Regions from separate parts of the Mus musculus genome. Here region 1 is linked to region 2. A link is a contact called in public Hi-C data. All regions are on one chromosome and are shown on one strand. The core of a region is the stretch at or near the end of the contact, and the rest is flanking DNA. Distances in the headings are between cores, read along the strand shown. Region 1 overlaps Gm12216 (predicted gene 12216). Region 2 holds the start of Kif3a (kinesin family member 3A).

Evidence for each region. Hi-C and Micro-C count contacts between places; a contact is called where the count stands out from the background.
Region 1: a contact with region 2 is called in a Hi-C map of Th1 cells, with 3 times the contacts expected there. The contact joins the enhancer-like site here to the promoter of Kif3a in region 2. A contact is called at or near these places in 1 of 39 promoter capture datasets (embryonic stem cells) and 4 of 484 Hi-C or Micro-C datasets (B cells, the G1E-ER4 cell line, Th1 cells and 1 more).

The regions. Positions count from the first base shown.
Region 1 is chr11:53,834,087-53,838,191 of GRCm38.p6, reverse strand. All of the region lies in intron 2 of Gm12216 (predicted gene 12216), which reads left to right. Among named protein-coding and RNA genes, the nearest start is that of Gm30785, 4.1 kb to the left of the region's middle. Within about 2 kb of position 2,386, at least 18 of the 459 cell types and tissues checked have an H3K27ac peak or open chromatin away from gene starts, as enhancers often do. A contact at or near this core is called in the G1E-ER4 cell line and Th1 cells, where this site is marked.
Region 2 is chr11:53,565,235-53,569,037 of GRCm38.p6, reverse strand. It overlaps Kif3a (kinesin family member 3A), which reads right to left and starts at 1,669. Exons shown (of 18, transcript NM_008443.4): 1 at 1,507-1,669. The coding sequence starts at 1,512. A430108G06Rik (RIKEN cDNA A430108G06 gene) reads left to right here and starts at 1,725. Exons shown (of 2, transcript NR_168001.1): 1 at 1,725-2,201; 2 at 3,324-3,803.

The DNA.
Region 1 (4,105 bases), core at 1,137-3,636, 270 kb before region 2:
TGAGATGGACAGCTGCTGGGAGCAGTCAGAGGCCTGCAAGGCTCCGGAGCCTCAGCCAGACACTCAAGGATAGCTTGTAGAGTTGAGACAGATGACTATGGGGCCAAATCATCAGCAAGCAAGACTGGAGAACAAGATGCTGCGTATGAACTGTGCCTTAGACCCCTCTGGGGCACGGCTGCCTTCCTGAGAGCCAGCCCCTGGCATGGCCATCCCTGCCCAATAGCCTCTCTTCTCAGATCAGCATAGAGATGGACCGTAGCCAGGCACCAGGATGTGAATGAGCAAGCCCTCAAACATCCAGGAGGACACATCAGCCGCTTAGCTCTTAGTGGACAGAGCTGCACGGGTCCAACCTGTGAGGCAAAGGCCAACCAGGCTTTGCATTTAGGTCAAGAAGACTTTTGTCACCAAATCCCTCTCAGGCATGTCACTGGGTTGTATAATGACAAAGGAGATTGTCATCACATCTCAGTAAATATGTATTTGGACTTAAGACACAATATAATTGTGTATGTTACCCCAGCCTGCTGGGGACATTGGCACCCTCCGCCCTTTCTTCTTACTCGATCCCCAGTTTGTATTCCTCTCTGTCTCATCCCCAGTCCAAGCCTCAGGTTATCTTTTTCACACACACACACACACACACACACACACACACACTCTCTCTCTCTCTCTCTCTCTCACACACACACACACACACACACACACACACTCTCACACACACATACACTCACACACTCTCTCTCTCACACACACACACACACACACACTCACACACTCACACACACACACACACACACACACACACTCACACATACACCTCCTTAACAACATTCCAGTATAAGTGATGACAGACACTTTAAGTACAGCTATCATCTGTAATCTGTTGACAACCAGAAAATAAACAGAGAAATGGGGGTAAGAGGGGAGAGAGAAAGGAGAGCGGGGGCAGAGGCCAGAGGACTATGTGGCCTCAACTGCTCCAGGCACTGGTAACCTCATCATGTTTCTTTTGCTTAAATGGCCATGTGTCCCTAAAGGTCTTTCTCTGCCAGTATCACATGCCAAGTCCTGGGAGCCAGCTGGTGGGCTATCCCACCCCAAACCCTTGCCTCTGCCATCTGCTCAGGTTTACTCAATAGAGAACACTAGCAAGAGATCAAAGATTAGGACAAAAGTTGATTCCCCTCGGGGTAGGTGGGATTGTTCGGTGAGTATGGGTGCCATGCCACCATACGTGAGGCTCTAAGTTCAAGTTCGAATCCAGGACCCACACGGTAGAAAGAGCACAGACTCTTACAAGTTGTCCTCTGACCTCTGCATATCTTCTATGGCATACATTCCCTCCAACCCAACATACGTACATAAGTAAATGTAAATTTTCTGGTTTGGTTTGGTTTGGTTTGGTTTTTTGACACAGGGTTTCTCCGTGTATCCCTGGCTGTCTTGGAATTCACTCTACAGACTGGGCTGGCCTCAAACTCAGAGATCTGCTCACCCAGGATTAAAGGCGTGTGCCACCACTACTCAATAATAAATGTAGAGTTTATTCCCCTTGGTCTCCACCCAACTACTGTATCCTTCCCCTTGGAGCCCACAGCTCCTGCCAGGTGCCCGTTACAGCAGCTCCCTTACCCACCCCTCCCTCACACCATCACCATCATGCAGCTACAGGTCATAACTGCTTCCCATGGAAGAGCCCCACTTCAGTCCGCTACCTAGTTCCTACCACCTGACTTTGATGAGGCGAGGACTCTGTCATCCCCATCTGAAGACAGCAATGCCAAGGCTCAGAGGTTTCACAGCATGTGTGAGGGAGGGCACACGGCTGGCGAACAGCAGAGCGGGTCTCCATTTCAGCTGTTCCAAAGTGTGTGTGCTTGTCATTAGGCTAGATTACATCCCACATACTAGAATTCACCTCCCCGGACTCGGTGCGTCTGTTTACTCTGGTCTTCCGTTTCTCAGTCCACAACCATTTAATACGAGAATTGTAGGGCAGTGCTAGACAGCAGGTCTCCTGGAAAAATAGTGGAAGTGAAGGTGGCTGGTTATGGTGGAGAAAGGGCACAAAAGCCTGTGACGCTAGGCTGGTGTGAATTTGAGTGTCCCACATGAACTCACTTGCGATGCCTCACCTGTCCTTTGCTCTGAAGGGCAGGCACACCCCTGACATCATAGACCCTGGGGGCTGTAGTGAAGTGCTCAGTCAGCCAAAGAGGTAACCTGGGGTTATCTAATACCTTTCCCCACTTCTCAGCACCGCTCTTACCCTTGATTCTAGCTAACAGACAGAGACAGACAGGATACAGTGTTGGCCCTTCAATGGCTGGCTTTCATGATCTAGGGTGATACTGAAACTGCTGACTCAGTCTGCAGGAGGATATTACTTTTTATTTTAAGGAACTTTCAAAAACACCTAAAATTTAATGGTACATGCATCTTAGCCCTGGAGTATCCTTGGGTACAAAGTTTCCTAGCAGTTTACGTCACTTGGGATTAGACAGGCCAGGAAGTTGCTGTTCAGTCCCTGAGCTACCTAGTAGGCATAAAGCAGCTGTGTCCTGTCTTATCTCACCAGCCCTTCTGGAGGATACCATGAAAGGCTGACCCTTTAAAACTCTCTTCACTTTGCCTGGCAGTGGTAGTGCACATCTTTAAGCCCAACACTTGGAAGATAAAGGCAGGTGGATCGCTTTGAGATCCAGGACAGCCAGCGGTACACAGAGAAACCTTATCTCAAGAAACAAAGACAAAAGGAGAAGAGGTGGAGGAGGAAAATATCATTTCATTTTAAAGTTTTTTTTTTTTTTTACTTTTTATTGGGGTACGCTGTACAAATGCCGCACCTCGGGTGTAGAGATCAGAGGAGAACTTGTAGGAGTCTCTCCTTCCACATTAGCCACAGCTGTCTTCTTAGCCATCTCAGGGACACATTCTGTTTTGCAAAAGGAGGGTGGGATGGCCAACATTCTGGCAGTCACTAAGATGAAAATGAGAGTTTAAATGAGAGCTATAAGTGGAGGATGAACTAGAAGGAGCCGAAGGCCTAATAATGACCTCTGGAGCCAGCATAGCAATTCTGGAATGACAGCATCCAGCCTGCCTTACACTTTATTTTTATATTGAAGAAGAATATCTTGATTAGGCCACTGATGTTTTCTGCTCTATACAGCTGAGACAGATTCTAAACAATCATCACATTCTGTCATGTGGAGTGCTTTTTTTCCACTATTAGTCTGCGGATTTGACACACAGGCTAACTCTACTTTCTGTCGCTATGGATAATCCTGTCTGAGTTTCTTTCTTTTTTTTTTTTTTAATTTATTTATTATATGTAAGTACACTGTAGCTGTCCTCAGATACTCCAGAAGAGGGCATCAGATTTCGTTACGGATGGTTGTGAGCCACCATGTGGTAGCTGGGATTTGAACTCGGGACCTTTGGAAGAGCAGTCGGAGCTCTTAATCACTAAGCCATCTCGCCAGCCCCTGAGTTTCTTTTTAAAGCATTAGTGTTTATTTTTCACGTAGACAAAATTTGCAGGCTTTCTTTGTTGTTGCTGTTGTTTTGTTTGTTTGTTTGTTTGTTTTGTTTTGTTTTTCAAGACAAGGTTTCTCGGTGTGGCCCTGGCTGTCCTGGAACTCACTCTGTAGACCAGGCTGGCCTCGAACTCAGAAATCCGCCTGCCTCTGCCTCCCAAGTGAGGTGGTGGTGGTGGTGGTGGTGGTTGTCATTATTATTATTACTATTATTATATTTTGCTTTGTTTTGCTTTTTGAACTAAGGTTGCCAAGATCTTATACTGTATTTGAGCTAGTCTGGAACTTGTGGCAATTCTCCTGCCTCCTCCCAACAGTTCTGGAATTTGGCATGTACCACCACGTGGCTCAAAATTTCCAGGTTCTTAGGGTGCCCTTCTGCTTCCCCCGTATTAGTCACCGTATTCTTCTAGCATCTTAACTGATTCTTCTGTTGACACTTAACACAGAGAGACTTTCAAAGCTATTTGTCAGTTTTTAATTTTTTGTTGGTTTTTGTTGTTCTCATATAACCCAGGCTGCCTACACACACACACACACACACACACACACACACACAC
Region 2 (3,803 bases), core at 420-2,919:
CTGGGTCCCATGAAGCACGGGGCAGCCTAGAATTCTTTATGAAGCCAAGGATAGCTTTGAACTTGAGACAGGATTTCTATGTGTAGCCTTGGCTCTCCTGGAACTTACTCCATAGACCAGGCTGGCCTTGAACTCACAGAGATCCGTCAGCCTCTGCCTCCCAAGTGCTGGGTTTAAAGGTGCCACCACTGCCCGACCAGCCTTAAACTCTAAATCCTCCTCCCTCAACCTTTCAAAGTGTTGGCCAGCTGGCTCAAAGCATTTTTAAGTATTTTAGTCATCTGCTAAAACTGAGAAACTTCACAAATATAGCAATTTAAGTCTTTTGAAAACAAAAGTAGATCTGTTATCTGTAGGCCAGCATTCCTTTATGGAAACCTTTTCCAATTCACCAGATCCAATTTCTGCCATATGCAGATTACTCACTTCATTTATTAAGGCTGTCTTTTCTCTGTTAAATGTATATGGTTTTCACCTCTTCTCCAAAGTCAAAACTTTGGTAATGAGGCTGGAGAGATGGGCCAGTGGTTAAGAGCACTTACAGAGGACCTTACAGAGGACCTGGGCTGAGTTTCCAGCACCCACATGGCAGCTTACTACTGCTTTTAACTTCAGTTCCAAATAATTCCATGCACTCTTCTTCCTTCCCCTGGCACGTGGTGCACATACATACATACATGCAAACACTCATACACATAAAATAAAAATTGAATTAAAAACACCTAGCACAACCTTACCGCCTGCATAGTTAACATATATACGGCTAGTGCGCAATCTTTGTTGAATATTCATTATTCAATAAAGCAATAAATATAAACAAACACTGAGCATTTTGTGCTAAATGTCAAGCCCTGTCCTTCAAGTGTCCTGTGCATTAATTTATTTTGCCTTGATAAAAACCCCAAGAAGGAAAGTTTAAATGTGTAGGAACTAAGGGCCCAGACGCTGTAAATAACCATCGAAGGCCCCATAACCAATATATAATCTACCATGGCTCAAGTCTTCTCCAATGGGACTTACAACCACCCCCTTATTATGGCACGATAACAATCCGTGAAATCCTAGGAGGTAACCAAATCGCCACCGCATACTCGCACAAAGACACCTACAGGTTACATTCTGCACCATAAGCTAAGGTGCCCGCTCGGAATGACAGCTTATACCCAGGGAAGTAGGGGGCCAGAGCGTAGACTCTGGGGTTCCGAGCATCCGCAAGACCATGGTGGCCACGCGCAGCCACCAAGCCTCCACTGTCCGCGCGGTGCTTTTCTGTCTGGCAGAGCAGGCCTGGCGAGATGCAACGCGTTCCGGGGCAACTGGGCGGGTCCCGAGCGGCCCCCGATGCGTCCGGACCCCAGCCCCGCCGCCCCACCGCCCTTCTCCTCCAAGGCCTCCCGGCCTGGCCACCCTGCCCCGCCCGCCGCGCGCTTCTATGGCAACGGCCGCGCCCCCGAGCAGGGCCGACACGATGAGCCGAAGCCCCCGTGGCCGACTGTCCATCCTCACCGGCATGGTGGCCGCGTCCGGTGCTCCGCCAACGTCCCCACTCCGGATGCAGCCCAACAACACCGGGTTTGGGGGCGAGGCTGGCCACAGGCGACCGCAACACCTTAGCGCTCCAGAGACTGCGGCTCACACAGCTACAGAGGGCAGTGCGCAGGCGCACTCTGAGCTCGCCCCGCCCAATCTCGGGTGTCCTGGGCTCTTGAAGTACGCATGCGCAAGGCCTTTCCGCGTCCATCTCCATGGACGCTAGACTGGGGCAACGCCTGCGGGGTGCTGCCATCGCTCTGCTCTGTAAAGCTGGTTCATGTTGAGGCCACCAGGACATCTGACCCGCTCAGACTGCCAGGAGCTTCCGGCGCTGGCAGTGTCCCAAATATTGAAAACAACAGTGGACAATAGCGTACCAGATTCTGATGACTCCTTATTTTATGAGGAATATCAGGGGTTGGGTTCTGTTTATCTCTACTATCTGTCTGCACCAAAAGTTTGAATGAACAGGACCCTGATCCAGCCATATGAGGAGAGAGCGGAGACCAAGGAGACCAACAGGCCAGGAAGGTAAAGGGGGAAAAAAAGTGAAAATGACCAGCAGAGTCAAAATGGATGGATTATATAGGGAAGGACCCCAGAAGGGCAGCTCAGCACCTGGGCCGGAAGGTTCACGGGGTGGACTATGCCAGCCAACCCTGTAACAGGTAGGGACTGAGGGATGCTGGGAGCATCCAGGTCTGCTTTAATATGTGAAAAAGGCACCTCAACCATTTGTTGGGAGTTTGAGACCTAACTCAAAGGAGAAGCTCCGTCTAAATAGCCATTTGCCCAACAGAACTGCTTAGGGTTTCTCAGTTATGGGAGAGTTTGTTTTGTTTTTGGTTTGTCTTGGGGGGGGGGGTTTCTCACTGGATAGACCAGGATGACCTTGAGCTCACAGAGATCTTTTGACTCACGAGTGCTGGCATTAAAGGCATCTTCATCACACCCGGAAGTTATAGGAGAGTTTAAGTTGCAAGTAATTATAAAGTGTGTTCTGTGTTAACATTCAAAATGTTCATCTTGGGTCTGAAGAACTGGCTCAGCAGTTAAGAATGCATACTGATCTTGCAAAGGGCTGGAGTTAGGGTCCCAGCACTCAGGTCAGGCATTCACAACTGCAGCTCTAGGGGAATCCCATGCCCTCTTTTGGTCTCTGTGGGAACTGTACTCACATGCATATATCCACTCATAGAGACACACATATACTTAATTGTAAAAAAGTCTTCTTTTGCTGGGCAGTGGTGGCGCACCCCTTTAATCCCAGCACTTGGGAGGCAGAGGCAGGCGGATTTCTGAGTTTAAGGGCAGCCTGGTTGACAGAGTGAGTTCCAGGACAGCCATGGTTACACAGAGAAGCCCTGTCTCAAAAAAAAAGAAAAAAAAAGTCTTCTTTCAAAACTTCCTCTTCAATACATCACAGTTAGTCTTGACTATTAGAAACATGTTTTGTATTACTTCTCAAAGATGCTGAGTAGGAGAAGGTAAAATACCCATTTCTTATGGTCATGTAGACCACCATTGCACAGCTGTTGCTAATAAATGACAACCCCCTATCCTTTCATTACAGTTTTATACTTATTTATGTAAGTGTATGGTCCAATACGCATATGCCACAGCTCATATGTGTGGAGGTCAGAGAACACCTTTCAGGAGTTGGTCTCCTCTTCTTCTTTCCCTGTGTGACCTCACTGATGGAGCTGAGGTAGTCAGACTTAGTGGCAAGCACATCTACCCACTGAGCAATCTTGCTGGCCACTAAAGTTTTTGGTTTTTTTTTTTTTAAGATGTCTCTATTCTAAATGAGTCTTGAAGTGGAAAGTTCTGGTTTCCTTGGAAAGTTATGCCAAGCAATGTTTTGCTGGGGCACAAAGGTGAAAGGATGTCTTGCTAAAGCAAACACGTGAAAGACTGTTTTCCTGAAGCAGACACAGGTGAAAGGGTGTTTGGATAGAGCAAACTCATGAAAGGACCTGTGATGAAGGAGTAGAAACATGACCCCGCTGACAGTGGGAGACGAGCACAGAGCACTGGTTTGATTTGCTCCACCTCAATATTCTTCTCTAACAACATTCATGTATTGGTTCGCCTTACATTGAGCTCAACTCTGATACTGAGAGAAACTCAACAAAGAAACTGCTCATAAGGTTCCTATGGTAGCTTGCTGCGTCTAAGGCCTCTCCTCAGGCCGGTTGACAAGCCTGGCAACTTCTCCAGGATTGAACTACAGTTGCTGGTTCGTGATTGGTGTCTGCCTGCCAAGAGGA